Regions from separate parts of the Sus scrofa genome. Here all the other regions are linked to region 1. Evidence: chromatin contacts called from public Hi-C and HiChIP or PLAC-seq data. All regions are on one chromosome and are shown on one strand. Each heading gives the region's core, a stretch centred on a gene start, on an enhancer-like site or on the middle of the called end of the contact. The rest is flanking DNA. Distances are from core to core; before and after follow the strand shown.

Region 1 (3,149 bases), core at 325-2,824:
TTAAACACAGAATTAGCATACGATACAGCAGTCCCATTCCTAGGTATATACTCAAAAGAATTGAAAATAGGGACTGAACGAGACACTTGCACACAAGTGCTCATAGCAGCATCATTTACAAAGGCCAGAGGTGGAACAACCCAACTGTCCACCAGCCTATGAAGGGATAAAGAAAATGTAATACTGGAGTTCTCTGGTGGCTCAGTGGGTTAAGGATCCAAGGTTGTCACTGGTATGGCTCAGGTTACTGCTGTGGTGTGGGTTCCATCCCTGGCCTGGGAACTTTCTGCATGTCATAAGTATAGCCAGAAAAAAATGAATACGGGTATAAAATGTTACTCAGCCATAAAGATGAACAGAATTCTGACACTTGCTGTAACATGGGAGAACCTTGAAAACAGGATGATAATTGAAAAGGGCTAAAGATTTTTTTTTTTTTTTTTTGTCTCCCAAAGGACAAAGATTATGTTATTCCCATTGTATGAGGTTCCTGGAATAGGCAAATTCCTAAAGATAGAAATTAAAAGGATGTTTACCAAGGACTGGTGGGGTAGCGAGAGTGGCAAGTTGTTGCCTGTTTGGTACAGAGTTTCCGTATGGGTTGATGAAAAAGTTCTAGAAATAGTGGTGATAGTTGCAAAACACCACACATGTACTCAATGCCACTGAATTGTACACTTAGGCATGGTAAAAACGGTAATATTTATGTTGTGCGTATTTTGCCACAAGGGGAAAAAAAATCTATGAAACAAAGTTAAACTGAAAAGATAGGTTTTGTTTGTTTAAGAGGAGCAAGCAGAAGACAACTTTAAATTCCATTTGGGTTTCGTTTTGTCTTTGCTTTCTTTAAGCACTGCCCGCCTGTGCTAGGAAGCAGAGTGACTAAGATGACCCAAGACGTTGCCCAAGCCTTTCAGGCTGTGGCTTTGTGTGGTCATGTGCCTCAGAAGGTCTGATGTCATTCAGAAAGTTAGCCAGTTCGGCAATTCTATTTCAATTCTTCCACTCTCAGAAGTGCGGATTATTGCAGTTCCCCCACCCCTCCGGCGTACGTTGGGCCAGAATTTGTTTGTGAAAATATTATTTTAGGATTCTTTCCACTCCTATCATCTGCTTATTTTTCCTTCCCGCATATTTCATAATGTAGCATAGAGATTTCTGATTCAGCAGTTAAAATAGTCTGTGCATTAGTTATCACTTCCTTGTGACCCACTTTATACACAATTACTCATTCTGGCATTGAAAGTCCAGATTTCAAAAAAAAAAAAAAAAAAAAAATCCTGGGACTCAAGTATGTATCTGTGGGAATAAAAAGGAGGGAAAAAGATACTGACTGAATACGTCTTCAAAGGACCCCAAAGTGGGCATCCCAAACCACCCTCGAGATTTCCCATCTCATCTACTCTCTGGCAGAAGCTCTCAAATTATACCCTCTTCCGTTATTCCACACCCACGTTTTCTACCTCCTCCACTTTCATTTCCTTCTAAAGAAAAACATCTCTGCAGGAATCCACCAAACACTAATGCCTGCTGTACCTCCCAGTGCTCTGTGCTCCGGGGAACTCAAGGAGAATGTGACAGTCCTTGCTCTGAGGAGGTGTAGGCACCAGAGCAGTGTCCCTGCCCCCAACTAAATGCTTGTGACATGCCGATTCCTGGGCCCCCAACAGACAATCTAAGTCAATTGGGCTGTACTTTTTCTTTTCTTTTCTCACATCCACACCTGTGGCATATGGAAGTTCCCATGCTAGGAGTTGAATCAGAGCTTCAGCAGTGACCTACACCCACAGCCACAGCATCACCAGATCCTTAACCCACTGAGCAAGGCCAGGGATCAGACTTCATCCTCATGGACACTGTCTGGTTCTAAACCTGCTGAGCCAGTCTGCACATTTAACAGCTCCCCAGAGACCTCTGCTTGGGACCCTAAGAATATATTTTGAGAAACACTAAGGCAGGCTGGAAGGCGGTAGACTCTCTTCCAAACTGTATGAGGTAGCTCCAGCCCTGCAAGGGAAGAAAGAAAAGAGAGGCAGAACTGATCCGAGAGATTTGAGAGAAGGCTTCCTGGAAGAGGTGCTTTCAAGGAAGAGCTGAAACTGGACAGGCAGGAGGCGCAACAGGCATTGTCATCTGCTATCACCCACCCCTAAAGGTGAGGGCAAGACTTTGGATCACATGCTTCCCACCCAGGGTTTTTGATGCCTTTGGAGAGGACAGGAGACTCTGGGACAAGGGGTATGCTCATCTCTGAGAGGATCCAGGTGGAGGATGCTTTTTTCCTGGGATTTCCTTCCTCCACACTCACTGAGCCCCAGCTCCAGAATGACCCGGACAAGGTCCTTCCCTTCTCCATCCTATTTAGTGAAGGATAATGTTATCTGCTTTGTAGGCCTGGTGTAGGAATGAGTCAATGTAAAACCCTTGGTACACAATTAAAATTCAATACATAATAGCTAATGATATCTTATCATTTTAGTTTCTCCTTTAGCATAAATTCCTACAAGTGCGATTACTGGAGCAGGAGTGTAAGTGTTACTAAATGGTACATATAGAAACTATGTGTACAACTTTTGAGTTTTATAAGTGTCTAAATTTGACTGCTAGAGATAAGGATGTTCATATCTATAACACTGGGTGCTTGGGAGGATATATGCCAAGATATTAGCAGTGGTCATCTCTGGATGGGAGGGACAAAGGCTACTCTTGCATTCTTCTTGCTGCATTGACAAATGGTAGCCACGCTCTTCCTCCTCCTCCTCTTCCTCTTCTTCTCTCTCCCTCCCATCACACACACACACATGCACACACCAGCTTGTTTTAATGTCTAGAAATGAACACTCCCCCTCCCCCAGGAGACTCCTATTAAAAATGCAAGTATGTTACTTGGGAAAAGCACTACATTCAACTCAGGACCTCGCTAACACATCCCTCCCCCAGGCTATTGATCCAATCAGCTAACCGTCACCTGACCCAAAATGAGGACAGATAGAAGGACTGGGTCAGGGCTACCATCCCACAAGGGCAAGCCAAGAATAAAAGTGGTGGCAATGAGGGGTCCCCAGAACTAGAGGGCACATCAAAAAACGATCAGATGCTCAAGAAAAGGAAACCAAATACCAAAGCAGTGAGCAAGTTTCCCTAGGAGT
Region 2 (3,149 bases), core at 250-2,749, 100 kb before region 1:
CATGAGGATTTTTTTTTTTAATTCTGTCGTTCAGATCTCTTTTTTTATGCTCAAGCATCTCTCCGACACCCACATTCAGTCTGTTACTCTGTCTGAAATAAGTGTCTAGTTTTAACCTGATATTCCAAGGAAGAGAGAAGAGTAAAGGTTTAGAATGGCCCGTAGGAACAAAATTCCCAGTTAGCTCTAGAAGATAGCCCCAGATCTGTTCTAAATCCACTCACCTTCCCTTCTGCTCCCACTCGAACATTCTGCTTTTCTCCCAAGGAGAAAATGGCCCACTTGACTGCCCTCTAATCTCACTGTATGTCCTTGGGCAAGTTAAATTCTCTGAGTGTTAGTGTTCTCTGTAAGACAAGAAGGCCATCTATTAGATAGCACTGTGGTGATGGTTAAACCAGATAATACATGCGGACAAGGGTAGGGAAGAAGGATCTCCCCAGAGTAAGCCTCAACTTTGGGCTCTGAAAGTTCAGACTGGTAAACACTGGCAAACTAGAGGTGCAAAAGATGTCATCCTGAATAAACAACACATAACGTGGTCCAGGAAAAACGAAAGTGTTGACTGTCAGAAAGGAGGGATTCCCAGTGTAGCAGCATGCCTGGCATTTATTCTGACTTGTTCACTTCCTCTTGAGACTCCACCTTCATTACAGGAAGGGAGTAAGAAGTCACAGGGGAAAAGACACGAAAGGTTACTCTTACCAAAAATACCCTGTAAGATGTTAGTAAGATGAAAGGCACCGCTGATTTGGTACTTCCCAGCAGAATGTAATACCAAAACAAAACAGAACAAACAAACGTAGCAGAGAAATAGCTCCCTTCAAAAGAGTCCCCATGCAGCAGACTAACAGAGGCCACAGAGGCACGAACAGAACTTGGCAGAGAAGTTCCTGGAGACTCCTCAGGATACTGTAAAGGGGACAGCAAATGAAATAGAGCTCGTTGCTCTTAAAGTTCTTCCACACTTAACCTGAAGCTGAGGTCACATGTGTAAGGTGACCTCACCTAATGTAAAAGAGCCTTAGTACATTTAAATTCTCTTTACTTCCCTCTCAAATCCACCCTCCATGACTACTGAAACATTTGACACGTTTATTCACTCTTTCAATTTAGTTAAGAAACAGGTACTAGGGCAGGTGTCCTAGATTTACAGTGGTGCTCTACTAGGTGCTAGGAGCAAACAAAATACAGTCTGTATGCTTAAGCTGCTCATTCATCCAGAATGTGGTAGACATATGCAGAAATAACTGCAACTCTGGGGAAAGTGCAGTAATAGAGGTATCAATTACTTACAGCAGCAGTACAAAGGACAGTACGGTTAACTCTGCCTGGGTTGATCAGGGGACATTTTATGAAGGAACCACTGAGTTAACATTTGAGTGATGAATTGGAATCCATTGGACAACCTGTCAGGTGTTCTAGACAGACACATGCAACTGCTTCAGACGTGGTGGTTTCTGTGTTGTGGAAACATAAGGTGTGTGCAGTGAAGGACGTGGAGAGTCTTGGATGCCACATCCATGAGTCAACTGATAGTCTATAGGCAAGGAGAGGATATTAAACAAGTCACTGGGTCAAATCATTTTAGAAAGATTTTGGCAGCAGTCCAGAGGGGGAAAAACATAAGGCAAAGGGATCAGGAAGGAAGCATTAACAACAGTCCAAGCTAGATAGATTGGGGGCAGGGGCCACGGGGAGTTCTGGACTCAAGCAGTAGCAGTGAGAATGGAGAGGAAGGGATGGATTCAGGATCCATTGTGGACTCAGGATAAACAAGAAATAGTCATGTAGGTGTTCCTGGAGCATCCTGGTGGAGTCAGGGCTCTACATCGTGCCCTTGTGCACATCAGAAAGGGTTCCCTTTCTTTAAAATGCTTCTCCCAACTCAGTGATGAAGACCAGATTTCTTAGAACCCACTGAACTGACCCCTCTGCCTGCCCCATGACCAAACCAGCAGTTTAGGGGTAGATGTCACAGAGCCCTCCTGGATAAGAGGCACTTCCTCTTTTCTGGAGTCATTAATGCCAAGGATAAAATAAGACTTCAGCTGCCCCTGAATAAAATCAACACAGACAAGCAGAATCTAGATGCAAAGAGAGAAATCGGAACACTGTCCTGATGATTCAGTTTGAGCCTCTGAAGCCAGCCGTGCCTGAAGCCAACTCCATCCCCTGGACTGTTATATCCCCAGTTATATAACCTAATTACCTTTGTTCTGCTAGTTTGAGGTTGGAGTTCTCTTCCCTGCAGTGGAGCAGGTCCTAACTGGTACAGCCATTAAACTTTTCTGCCTTTCACACTCTACCCCTATCTTACGATCTTCTCAACCACTCCTTTTCCAAAGAAGTAATCTGCTTTTTAAGTCATGATTTTGCCCATAGTACAGCCAAATCATCTTAGCAGTTGATTTACAAGCTTCTTAGAATAATATTGGTCGCTGATCATACTATGGAAATCTCAGCTTATCAAACTACTAAACATCATAAAACCACTCAGAAAGCTAAAATGAAGAAATACAAACCCATTGTGGGAGTGATTTCACTGTGTTACAGAAGCACAGACCCACCACCTTTGCACCTGGAAAATGTTCAGGCTTCCCCCTCTCCATCCCCATAATAGGGTTATTTAGAGTTGAGATGACAAATTGTTGAGAAATTTAATTGCTTAGGAGAGCAGGTGGTTTCTGGGGCAGGACTGACCCCTGCGGTTAAGGGGCTGCCTGAAAAGTGGAGGGGGAGTTACAGTATGTATTAGGTGAGATCTGAGATCTTGAGAGCAAGATTAGGAACAAAAGTTGTAATCTATGAAAGGTTAAAAAACTTCCTTGCTACTTTCCTTGGGTACCGGGAAAAGCCTTCATTTAGTGTAGCATTTTAACTTTGACCTCTTCTATTGTAATTCCCTTTAGTTATACAGCTTTCAGGAAAGCCTGACACCTGGGTCTAGCCTACATGCGTCAGAAAGTGAAGAGGCCAGTGTAAGAAACATACTTGCCCCACTTTGACCCTGCCCACAGGAAGGGAGCAGCATCCTCTGCACTGGGACAGGTCTGGAAGGCCCAGCAGAGCTCAGCAGATAGGGCAGAGCTGGAAAGGCCAGGGAGGGTACCAGCTCTGGAGGGGCCACTGAGAGTAATACTAATGCA
Region 3 (3,149 bases), core at 265-2,764, 77 kb after region 1:
AACATAGTAAAAGATATATTCCAGTTTTGCCCAAAAGTCACTTAAAATATCTACAAATATTTCTTTTGTATATGGCATACAACATTATTGCTCCATTTTCTGGAAGAGTCTGTTTTTAAAGTTAAAAAAGAGGGAAAACACAGCAAAGTTGCTAACTTTGCAGTGAAAAAAAAAATCTGTGTCCTTGACTGGTTACATTTTCATATTTTTATGCACTGTAAGTTAGCTCTGTAAAGGGGAACTTGAGTTTTATCCTTACTCATGCATGATGTATGTTTCAGAACTTAAAAGCTGACATTTCAAAGAACTTACATTACCTGTTTTAACATACTGATGTGCAACTGGAACATATTACAATGATATTACTCATTATTTGCCCCTGTGGGCTAAGTTTACTATACTGGTCTTAGATATAAAAGGTCACATTTGAATTTACTAAGTTGGAATTCATAAGGGAGGGGGAAAAGGCCTTAAATATAAAAGACAAACGGCAGTTTGATTAAGCAATAATTTTCAGTTTACTAGATGAAACAGACTTGCAACATAGTCTGCATGAATGCAAAATAAGCCATCTACAGCAAGTGATAAGGAAACTGGGCAAAAAGGAAAAAAGCATACATTGGAAAAGAAGATTCTCTCGAAATAAAAAAATCAAACCATTATTATAAAGGAATTTATCAAGAACTGCTGTATTTCCCCCATCCCATTTGCTGGAAGTCAACGAGAGTATCTAAGTACTTTGTGTTCGTGTCAAAAGTCAGCTCAGAGCATCCTAACGCAAAGCCAAAAAAAAAAAAAGAAAGAAAGAAAAAGAAAAGAAACAAAAAAGAAACCCCCTAACCCCCTCCCCCAAACCGTAGAACTGTAACTCCAAAGTTCAAATTCAAAAGAAGAGAAAGTGGCAATTCAAAGAGGTGATGGTGGCGATAATCCTATGAATGGGTTTTTGATTTCTCTCCTTCTGGGGGATGGGTGGAGAATGCTCATTAGGATTTGTAGTTAGAGGTTAACCATGTGAGCCCCTCATAGAGTCCGTCCCCCGAGGTGGCACAGGAGGGCTGCACATACCAGTTCCTGTCCCGAATCCGGGTCAGGCCCAGTTTCTCCTGGATCTCGTGGGGTTTCATGGCATCAGGCAGGTCCTGCTTGTTGGCGAAGATGAGGATTATGGCGTCCCTCATCTCCCGGTCATTGATAATGCGGTGTAGCTCCTGGCGGGCCTCGTCTATGCGGTCGCGGTCGGCGCAGTCCACTACGAAGATCAGACCCTGGGTCCCGGTGTAGTAATGCCGCCAGAGCGGCCGGATCTTGTCCTGGCCGCCCACATCCCATACGTTGAACTTGACGTTTTTGTAAGTCACCGTCTCCACGTTGAAACCCACGGTGGGGATGGTGGTCACCGACTGGCCCAGCTTCAACTTGTACAGGATGGTTGTCTTGCCGGCCGCGTCCAGGCCCAACATGAGGATTCGCATTTCCTTGTTCCCGAAGATCTTAGATAGCACCTTCCCCATCGCTTCGGAGGAACCGGGGCCGGGGGCATTCAGGTGTCCCGGGTCCCCTCCAACAACGCCGCCGCCGCCGCGAAACCGAAACGGAGCTTCCCAGTCGCGAGGGGGCCCGTGCGGCCTGCGTGGGAGTTGCCTCCTCAGGGCAGAGGCCCGGGCCCGTAGCTCACTCGGGCATCACCGACCACACAACTTGATTCCTCCCGTCGCCGCGGCCTGAGTCTGCGTTGGGAGAGCCGCCGCCCTGCTGAGGCGCGGCCCGGCCCGGAACTGCCCTTCCCCCCGCAGGCGCCGTACAAGCGCCGCCGCCGGCTCCTGCTCGGCCGCCTTCACCTCACTCCGCCGCGGGAGACTGCGGCCCTTCGGCCCGGCCTCCGGTCCGCGGAGCACCGCGCTCACCACTGACCCAGGCCACACGAGAGCAGAGCGGCTCCGGCGCCCCGTCGGGTCATTGATCCTCGCGGGAACTCGGTGCGCTGCCTGCAGAAACACAGAGAGGAAAAAGGGAGTTACTGCGGGAGCCCCAGAAGAGAGCGGAGGCCGAAGGAGCCCGCCTTTCCAGCTCAGCCCAGGAGGTTACCTCCAGCCGCCGCCCAGAGCGCGGGCTCCCTCCGGCCTCCACCGCCTCCTCCCAGTTCTACCGCCGCCGCCGCCGGAAAAGGCGCCGAGGAAACCGCCTCACTTCCCCTCCCGACGACGCAGGCGCAGCAGAGGCCGACCGTTCGGGACAAGAGCGACCTCTGTAAGGAGAGCGGCCTGCGCGCCAAGCGTCAGGGGCGCCACGCGCGGAGGGGCGGGGCTACGGCGGCTCGGAGGCTCCCAGGTGGGGCCAGCCCTGCTCCCGCGCAGCCCGGGCTCTGACCCGCGCCCACCTGTAGCTATTCTAGCGTCTTCTCCCCTCTCTGCTTTTCTCTTCCGCGCGCTCTCCTCCTCCGCCCCCATTGGAACCTGAGAAGCAGATCCACTGGGTGGGGCCCGTTGGCCGCCCGCTCTCCAGATGAAAGCCTCCCCCTGCTTTGCTTCCAGGCCTCTTCTCCGTCCTCGGCGCCTGCCAGATGCTCTGCGAGTTCTCTCTTGCCCACCCCAGGCTTCGTGTGCCCTCCATCTCCCTGTGAATCCCTATCTGCTGTTTTAAACCTTTCACCCAACTCCCTTTGGCTTTCTTTTTCCTTCGTTTTGTGCATTTCCTGAGAGACACGTGGGAGGCCAGTGGTTCCCGTGGGATTTGCCGTTCAGTGCGGCGCGTTTACTGGGTTTGGGTTTCCTCTAAAGCCCGTCTTTTGAGTGTTTGAGCCGTCAGGAGCAATCCACGTTTCTTAAAAATTACAGTATTTTCAAGACTTCCCATGCTTTTCCTTTTTAAATATCTTTTACTGTGATTAGTAGTAGTTTCTCATTCTTAATTTTCAGCAGCCTCGTCTATATAATCTTAGCGTTGGATTTAGAATAGGAAAAACTACTTCTGACGCCTGGATTCGGACATTTGACCTTATCGAGTTGATCTCATGCGTAAACTGAGTGTAATTCTGACCCCACTGTCTAGAAGCCCACTTGAGGGCTTTTATTATTATACGTATAATGTTTGTAGAAAGGGAACCCTCTTTGTATCAAATGATTAGTGATAAAGTTCAAATATGAAGA

The links. A called contact is a pair of places that touch in the nucleus more often than the background predicts. HiChIP or PLAC-seq counts read pairs in DNA pulled down with a chosen protein or histone mark.
Region 2: a Hi-C map of retroperitoneal adipose tissue shows a contact between it and region 1, with 2.1 times the contacts expected there. The contact joins two enhancer-like sites. A contact is called at or near these places in 2 of 5 promoter capture datasets (fetal liver and liver), 18 of 47 Hi-C or Micro-C datasets (embryonic fibroblasts, fetal heart ventricle, fetal liver and 9 more) and 2 of 2 datasets of contacts at active chromatin or transcription factors (alveolar macrophages and skeletal muscle).
Region 3: a contact with region 1 is called in an H3K27ac HiChIP or PLAC-seq map of alveolar macrophages. The contact joins the promoter of ARF6 here to the enhancer-like site in region 1. A contact is called at or near these places in 3 of 5 promoter capture datasets (fetal liver and liver), 16 of 47 Hi-C or Micro-C datasets (adipose tissue, alveolar macrophages, embryonic fibroblasts and 8 more) and 2 of 2 datasets of contacts at active chromatin or transcription factors (alveolar macrophages and skeletal muscle).

Annotation. Positions count from the first base shown.
Region 1 is chr1:179,789,161-179,792,309 of Sscrofa11.1, reverse strand. All of the region lies in intron 2 of LOC110262124 (a long non-coding RNA gene), which reads left to right. All of the region lies in intron 3 of LOC102159522 (a long non-coding RNA gene), which reads right to left. Among named protein-coding and RNA genes, the nearest start is that of ARF6, 77 kb to the right of the region's middle. Within about 2 kb of position 1,574, at least 33 of the 83 cell types and tissues checked have an H3K27ac peak or open chromatin away from gene starts, as enhancers often do. A contact at or near this core is called in adipose tissue, alveolar macrophages, embryonic fibroblasts and 4 more, where this site is marked.
Region 2 is chr1:179,890,756-179,893,904 of Sscrofa11.1, reverse strand. All of the region lies in intron 1 of LOC110262125 (a long non-coding RNA gene), which reads left to right. Among named protein-coding and RNA genes, the nearest start is that of VCPKMT, 15 kb to the left of the region's middle. Within about 2 kb of position 1,499, at least 6 of the 83 cell types and tissues checked have an H3K27ac peak or open chromatin away from gene starts, as enhancers often do. A contact at or near this core is called in retroperitoneal adipose tissue, where this site is marked.
Region 3 is chr1:179,712,402-179,715,550 of Sscrofa11.1, reverse strand. It overlaps ARF6 (ADP ribosylation factor 6), which reads right to left and starts at 1,514. Exons shown (of 1, transcript NM_001078677.1): 1 at 987-1,514. The coding sequence starts at 1,514. The coding sequence ends at 987.